Regions from separate parts of the Xenopus laevis genome. Here region 2 is linked to region 1. Evidence: chromatin contacts called from public Hi-C data. All regions are on one chromosome and are shown on one strand. Each heading gives the region's core, a stretch centred on a gene start, on an enhancer-like site or on the middle of the called end of the contact. The rest is flanking DNA. Distances are from core to core; before and after follow the strand shown.

What was found. Hi-C and Micro-C count contacts between places; a contact is called where the count stands out from the background.
Region 2: a Hi-C map of the XTC cell line shows a contact between it and region 1, with 3 times the contacts expected there. The contact joins the promoter of tbl1x.L here to the enhancer-like site in region 1. A contact is called at or near these places in 2 of 4 Hi-C or Micro-C datasets (the XL177 cell line and the XTC cell line).

The regions. Positions count from the first base shown.
Region 1 is chr2L:79,304,208-79,308,396 of Xenopus_laevis_v10.1, forward strand. No RefSeq gene overlaps it. Among protein-coding and RNA genes, the nearest start is that of tbl1x.L, 64 kb to the right of the region's middle. Within about 2 kb of position 1,819, at least 5 of the 7 cell types and tissues checked have an H3K27ac peak or open chromatin away from gene starts, as enhancers often do.
Region 2 is chr2L:79,368,026-79,372,214 of Xenopus_laevis_v10.1, forward strand. tbl1x.L (F-box-like/WD repeat-containing protein TBL1X) reads left to right here and starts at 2,383. Exons shown (of 16, transcript XM_041582081.1): 1 at 2,383-2,740; 2 at 4,005-4,141.

The DNA.
Region 1 (4,189 bases), core at 569-3,068:
TAAAACCTTTTTCATATTTTTAAGCCCTGAGAGTGCTGATCTTCTTTGGATGGATGGAGATATTATTTTGATCGTGCACCCAGGCAAACAAACACTATTCGAGAGTGCTGGCTCTTTGCAGTACCAGTGGGCTCGCCAGGGCAGGAACTAAGGGGAGGCATGTGCCAAGGGCATAATGGGGGGGGGCTCTTCTGCCTGCCATCCCCTTGTTTCAGCCCTTTGCAAGTTAAGGAGGATGTTTCTTTCCAGCAGCAGTGCTGAGGCAAGATGGAGGTGCTTGCTGTGGGTGCTTTCACTTTAGGTCTGATTAGGGTTGCCACCTTTTTGTGCCGATACCGGTCTACTAGTTGGAGGATGGGTGGTGATGCCATTCAAGGGCAGGGTGATGATGCAATAGGGAGTGGAAATGGGTGGGTTAGGTGGGGAAGCAGGTGAATAGAACAGGGAAATGTGCAACCCCTACAAATTTACCAGCAAATAAATTGCCTGTATTTTTGTCTGCTAGGCCAGTCAAATACTGGCCGGGTGGCAGCCCTATCTGGGGCCGACTGCAATGGAAGTAAAAGGCAATGCAGGTGACATATGGATTCTGCTGGTTTTGGGCTGAAATCAAATACTGACTATAGCAGGCAGCCAAAGTAGTGATAGGCTTTTCTCCTTGGTAGAAATACACCATTGTAGAATATGTCTAGGGTGCCATGGACATAGTAATAAAAAAAAATCAGTATTGAAAACAAACACTAAAGAAGGTTAAAGGAAAATTATGCCCCCAAAATGAACACTTAAGCAACAGATAGTTTACATCTTTACATAGTTTACATCTTATTACATATTAAAGAATCTTACCAAACTGGTCTATATATTTAAATAAATATTGCTCTTTTACATCTCTTGCCTTGTGCCACCATTTTGTGATGGTCTCTGTGCTGCCTCAGAGATCACCTGACCAGAAATACTACAACTCTAACTCTAACTGTAACAGGAAGAAGTGTTGAAGCAAAAGACAGAACTAGTTAATTGGCTCATGTAACCTAAGAAGTATGGTTTGTTGGTATGTTTGTGTGCACAGTGAATCGTTCGGTCCCAGGGGGCGGCACTTATTTTTTAAAATTACAATTTTCTATTTATGATTACTCAATGGCACATACTGCTAAAAAAGTATATTCTTATGAAAATGGTTTATTTACATGAAGCAGGGTTTTACATATGAGCTGTTTTATGCAATATCATTTTATAGAGACCTACATTGTTTGGGGGGTATGGTTTTCCTTTAAGACAACATCATTCATACATATAATCTATGTAAAAACAATGCAGAAGTTATCTCTGTTTGATCATACTCTTCCTCTGTATTAACCATTCATTTCAATAGCCCATAAAGCATTCATTTTTAAACCTTTTCGATTCATAGCATACATTCATTTTCGTTCCATGTTGAGTCGTTACATGCTATAAAAGCTTTGCTCAAATCTATAAAGCTGCCATTATTAGCAGGGCTAGCTCACACATCACATTTGTCTAAAAGAAAGCATTATTAAACATGGCCCAGATTATGACTTTGTTATTTAATCTTTCTAAGCCTTAAATGAGAAGTAAAATTGTGCATCTATTAAATAGCAAAGGCCTTCATTTTTTTTTTTAACTCTGCATAAAGCTGAAAAGGAAACTGTAAATTTATACAGTGTGTCTGGTAAAAATATTTGGCATTTGCATCTTAATGAGTCTGTGGAATGAAGCTGGTCTGAGCTAGTCTTTCCCCTCCCCTCCCAGCTTCCAGTACAAGCATTCTGTGAGAGCCGCCAGTTCCCCTCCCCCACCAACACAAACTACCATCCAAATTCTGTGCTGTCTACTACAAAGGTCATGTGACCCTCATCAGTCTCCCAGGGTGGAGGAGGGGAAGCAGATTGAACCTGTTCTTTGTTAAGAGGTCAACGCCAGCTCCCAGAGCAGGAAGAAAGAATTACCAACAAGTTTAGAATAGCAGGGCACTTTGATCAGATGTATGTGTTCAGGTTCAGAAACTGACACCATACAGTAAATTGTATCAGTGACTATATGAATTAATGTGTACAATATGTATGTGTGTCATTACTAGTAAACGCTAAAACCCAAGAACTATATAAATACTCTCAGTTGAATTAGAAAAAAGACAATTACAGTTCCAGTTGCATTAAAGCAGGGTTGTTTATCCTACAGACCAAATTCATCTTTATAGGAGAAACAGACCATTCCTATGAAGAAATACAAAATAAAAGAGCATTTCTAAATGTTGCTTTCAGGAAAAGTAAGAGGTTGACAATAAAACTGACAAAACCATCATTGCTGCTTTGCGGTATGGGGGCTGTGGGTTTGATTCTGCATAGGGAGTTGGTCCAAAAAGAATGCGTCAGGATCTGGGAAATTATAGCACCTTAAAGGCAGGACTACACGGCCGATTCCGACGCACTGCGCAAAATGCGATGGAAATAAGGTAAGTAATTCAATTGTCGCATCGTGTCGCTGCATTGATGCGACGCGATACGACTGTCGGATGCATCAACAATGCGACACGATCCGACACTGCCATTACTTACCTTGTTTCCATTGCATCCGACGTGACGCCTGCGATTTTACGATCGCGGCGGAATCGGTCGTGTAGTCCTGCCCTGACAGGTCTAGGAAGAAGAACCAGGCTGTTAAAGCAATAGGTATTGTGGGCAATGTAGTTTAAGGGAGCTGCTAGGGAGGCATGAGTTACTGCTTTCTACTCTCCCAGTACCCTTTAGTGTTGCCACCTGGCCAGTATTTTACCAGCCTGACTGGTAAAAATGATGGTTGATCCCAATGTTATTAATAGGGAAAACAGATAAATATATAGGACGGCCAGTATTTTTTTCCTCGTCTAACTTCATCTCAACTAACTAGAGGCCTACAAACCCACTTCCTCTCTCTTGTTAACCCTTAGGGGCCTATTAATCATGCTGTGTAAAACATTACCGGCGATGTTGCCTATAGCAGTCAATAAGCAATAAAATTACAGTCACAAGTTTAAAAAACAAAAGCAAAGATCTGATTGGTTGCTATGGGCAACATCTCCAGCGTTTGCACCCTTTTATACAGCACAATGAATAGAGGGTTAAAAAAAGAGAGAGGAAGGGGGTTTGGAGGCCCCTGTCTACCCAATGATATAAGGGTAGTGGGAGAGCAGAAAGTTCTTGACAGTTAGTAATAATAGCAGCAATGGAAGCGGCTCCCCTAGGGCCATAGCTTGTGAGAGGAGGAACAAAGGGTATAAGGTCAGACCTGGCATGGGCATGAATTATGGGGGAGAGTTGGGTATAGGAATACAGGCAGACTAACCTCCCTTTGATTATACGTTGTAATTAGGGTTCGCTACCTTTTCTGGCCTTCCTATATTCTTGCCGTTTTTTTCCTATTAATAACATTATCAAGTATCATTTTTACTGGCTAGACGGTAAAATACCGGCCAGGTGGCAACCCTAGTTGTAATTGATCTCAGCCTTAAACTGCTAAAGTAGATTAAAAGCTAATGATTTTAATAGCATGGTATACTTGGCTTTTAAATTTTTGGATTTTTCTGGATATTCAAATGTTTGCTTTTTATGTGCCTTGTACAAACAAGCTGCTGCCCTTTTCCACCCAAAAGATTCAAATGATCTGTTGTGTTATTAAATGAAGGGGAATGGTAGGGTTGCTTTGCAGGGAGGGGCTTATCAATTCAGCTGCCACTTTCATGTGTATGTTCTTCCTGTGTGTATAAATGTGTTTTCTCAAGGTACACTAGTTGTTTCCTACATCCTATGTTAATATGTTATGTATTAGGCTTATTTATCAAAGGTCGAATTTTAGAGCTTTGAGAGCATTTTTAGGCCTCAAATGAGCTCACAACGAATTTAAGAAAAAACTTGAATCAGTGTAGTCGGGGTGAAAAACTCGAATGATCAAATTGATTGTGTTTTGGTGGAAAAAACTCAAATCATTTGAATTTATCAAATTTTCGAGCGAATCCCACCGAAAAAAACCTCAAACATCATGAAGGCTATTAACATCCTCAAATTGTCCAAGGGACCTCTGCCACTGACTTCTGCATGCCCTTGACAGGTTTTAGATGGTGTATTTTCGGATTCAGGTATGGGTTATAATAAATCTTGAGAAATTACATTTATTTGTTTAATTTTTTGACTAA
Region 2 (4,189 bases), core at 1,133-3,632, 64 kb after region 1:
AGCTTCCACTTACAGTTTGGCCCTAAATGCAATACACATTAATTCAGCACCTTTCAGAACAGTCCTGTGAAGGTCCAGTTGGCCAAATGTGAATCAACCACTTCCTTGGGTAGTAGTGGAGAGTGACAATTTGTCCAGATCTGAGCCTGGACTTTAACGGGTTACCCAAGCCACCATTTTGTGATAGTCTGTGTGCTCTCCCAGACACTGGAAATAATGCAACTTGTACCAAGAAGAAAAGGAGTAAAAGGCAGAGCTCTTCCTATTCATTGGCAGATGTAACCTTGCATGTACAGTATGTGGTTTGATATGCATTGAACAATTATATAGACATCTAACAGTAATGACCTAGGCTTTCAAAGCTCCACAGGTGCTTGCCATCTTGGAACCTACTAGGCACATGTTCAGCTTTTGAGAAGCTAAGCATAGGGGAAAAATGAGGTTCATCTGATCAAACTGATGCTGTGGAGCTGATTACGATTTGATCAAATGTATTACATTCTATGCAAAATGGTCTGATTTCTGAGCTTCCTTATATTGTGATGTTGATATATATTCTAAATATACTATATATTGTAAGTTGCTCCCTAAGCTCTGGCAATTAGGCACTGTCATTAAACAGAAGAGAAGATACAGAGCTACTGGGGACATCTTCTAGGTGGTCAGGTAAAGAAGCCTAAAATATTATGTGTACCACATGCAGACTACTTTTTTGTTTTATTTCTCTTTGAAATGGAAACTTGAGGACATGGAGTTAAGTAGTGGTAGTAAGAACAAGGAAAAAAATGATCTGGTAATAAATATGTTACTAACTTGAAAACATTTGACATTGAAAATACATTTACAATGTTACGCAGCCACTGTACGCCATTGTATGGATGAATAGCCATTGGATACAGTTGTTCTCTATTTGTCATGTTCTTTATCATGTTATTGCTACTGTCATGTCACAATGATATACCCATCATGTCTGATGTTTAGCATTATTTACTTAACATATTACATCTGCTGAGTGTGCACTGTATTGTCCTGTCCCTGCACTGTGCTGTCCTGTCTCGCAGGAGTTGCATATTTTTGCACATGCACTTGCATCTATGTTGTGTGTAGCACCATGGTCCTAGAGGAACGTTGTTTTGTTTCACTGTGTACTGTACAAACATATATGGATGAAATGACAACAAACGCACTCTTGACTCTAGATCATGATATAAAAAGAGAAATACAGAAAGTGTCAATGATGTGTATTTTTCCTGGCTACACCAAGATGAGTAAGCACCCCTCAATAAGTAAGTGTCCTTACAAGTGGCCTTTCCTCAGTGGCGTAACTATAGAGGAAGCAGACTCCTTGGTCTCAGGGGGACCCGGGGTCTGCTTCTATCCCCACTCAACAGCTGCACAAAGCTGGAGACCCCAGAAGGAGGGAGGATTGATGGGGAAGAGGGAGGGATGGAGGATGGGCGGGCGGCTGGGTTGTGGCCTCAAGGTTGAAGTGCACACTGGGCCCCTGAAGTTCTTTTGCAGGGTGACCTGAAGTGGTCTAGGTATGTCTTTACTGTTATGAATTATGAACTTGAAATGTCCATTATTGACCTATAGTCAGCACTGGATGTCAGAAAGGTGTGCACTAGATAGCAACCCAATACTTTCCCACATTTTCAGCAGTGCTGATTCTTATCAGGACTTCAAGTGCTTCCCTTAGTCACACCAAAGTATTCCACTTTGGCTATTAGTTACCAGTAACAGCTTTTTGCCACCAAGGGCAACTTGCAGGATGCTGCCACCTGAAAAGGGTTCCTCAACTCCTCTTAGCAGCAGTGTCGCTGTGTATGGGCAGACAAAAGTCACATACAAGAGAAGTTATATGAGGACATGTAATTTTAAGAGTTAAACATCTTGTTTTAAAGAGGAAGTGCAGATGTTGCTATTGCAGGAAAGTGAAATGAAGATGTCCCTCCCCCCATGCCCAGCCAACCTTCAGTAAAGTAAAGAATAAAGAGAAGGGAGGGGGCCCAGCAGCCAGGCAGTGGGAGGATTGGGGTGGCTAGGCTGCTGTCTGGTCCCCATATTAAATATTTTGAGATATTTGTTGAATTTACCATCCTATATTTTTCATCTATTTTTCTTTATTTCTGCATTGCTTAAATAGTTTGAAGCAGCTCTGTAAAAGGTTAATATCTTTGCAGAAAAAAACATGATTTGGCTTTAAAAGCAATCCTTAAAACCTTCAGGAAAAATAATAAAGTATTCTGCTGCTAAATGATGCCAGAAAAATCCCAGGGCGTAGACATCTATTTCTGTTTCCGTGCGCTTATATTAGTATTTGCGTGGTAGCAGAGGAATGTGTCACAGTAATGCAGAGAGCTGTAATGATGTCAACTTGTTATTTACTTTCCAAATCTGAATGACTGAGCAAGGCGAAAGGAGAATCAATCAACCACAATGTGACCCTACAGGCAGAAAAAACAGCACTCCCACCAGCAAGCCATGGGGGAAGGGAAGCACATGTAACCAAGGCAATCTTGCATCATGTACTTATGCTGGCTTTTTAAGGCACTCTTCTCATTTTCATTTGTTTTCTCTGTTCACGGTAATATGTAAGGATCTAAGAAAAAACCTGTGCAAAATCGTTAAGAATCAGAAAAAGGGTCGTATACTATATGGGCTGTAAAATAAGACTTTTATCGGATTTTCAGCAGTAATTTTTTTTAATGTTCTGCTGATTCAGAATTATGGAGCTCCTGTAAGTCCAACATTTTCCTATTTCTGTCTCTGAAACACAGTGTGAAACTTATGTGGCACATGGTTGTGATACTCCATTGTGAACTCTTGTCTGCTGTTTAGTTTAATATATATATATATATATATATATATATATATATATATATATATATATATATATATATATATATATATATATATATATATATATATATATATAGTGATCTATTTCAGTGCAGCATTTCAAGTAGCAAATTAATTATAATATATACATGACAATGTGTTTTAACTGTTGTAATTATTGTATCGGTAATAATAAGATGTTTGCCTTCATACGATAGCAAATATTGCAGAAGCAATAGAATGTTTTTCTATCATGTGGCCTTCTTAATGAACATTGGAGAACATTGTATTTATTTTCATATTCTAAGGACGAAATAATATCTAATGATATGTATTTAGTCCCCCAGCTACCAACGGCAGCATTTATGCCCATGCATTTCTATGTGTAATTATAAAAAGTATATAAGAATTCTCCAGGCACAGCATCTCCCTCCCCTCCCCCCACTCAAACATAATAAATGCCGAATGTGCAGTGTCACCCAGCTCCATTTTCTATAATACAAGCTCTCTAATCAGCTCCATTGTCATTGATGCTAAATATTGCCTGCAGAAGATATTTCACAGTTATTAAATCATATTGGATAGGTTGGATTTCATGTATAAGCCCCAAACAAAATTGTAAATGTTGATTTGTGAGTTTTTAAAAGCAAAAAGGAAACAACAGGAAATTATTACACTTAGAAGGAAGGAAAATAAAATATGCTATTGTTTTCCACTAGTTCAGGTCAGTTGATCTGTCTGTTTATAGTATTTTTTTTTTTTTTTCTCTAGGAGGTCACTGGCTCAGTGTCTTCTGTGTGTGTCTGTGTGTGTGCATGTGTGAGTGTGTGAGTGTGTGGATCTTTTTTTTTTTTCCTGCCAGTCTCTCTTTCCCCCCTCTCTGAGCTCCTGCTTCTGTCTTTGGAGCTTCACTTACACACAAACACAGGCTAACTAACTCTGCTAATGAACTACTTAGCCGTACCTTTTTGATTGCTGCACCAAATATAAAACACATTTTATAATATATATACATATATATAGTACAGTCCTAATAAAGTCTGATTTGGCACTTTTCTGGGAATCATAATTTTTTTTAAGTCAAACGTTTTTTTAAATCTATTTTTTTAATAACTCTGGAGGATTTACAGTTAAAGATCATCTATGGTTGTTTGCAAATCCAGGAACTGCGAAGGAAGAGTTAATTGCTTCTGCAAGTGAAGAAAAGTCCCTGTGTGTGTTTGCTTCCTATAAGAAGTTAAGGCTTTAACCAACTGCTACATGAACTGCAAACAGTGTCTTGTATTCCACGTTCTGTGAGGTGAGTCTGAATTTTAATTGCAAGGAGCTGACTTGAAATCCATTGATT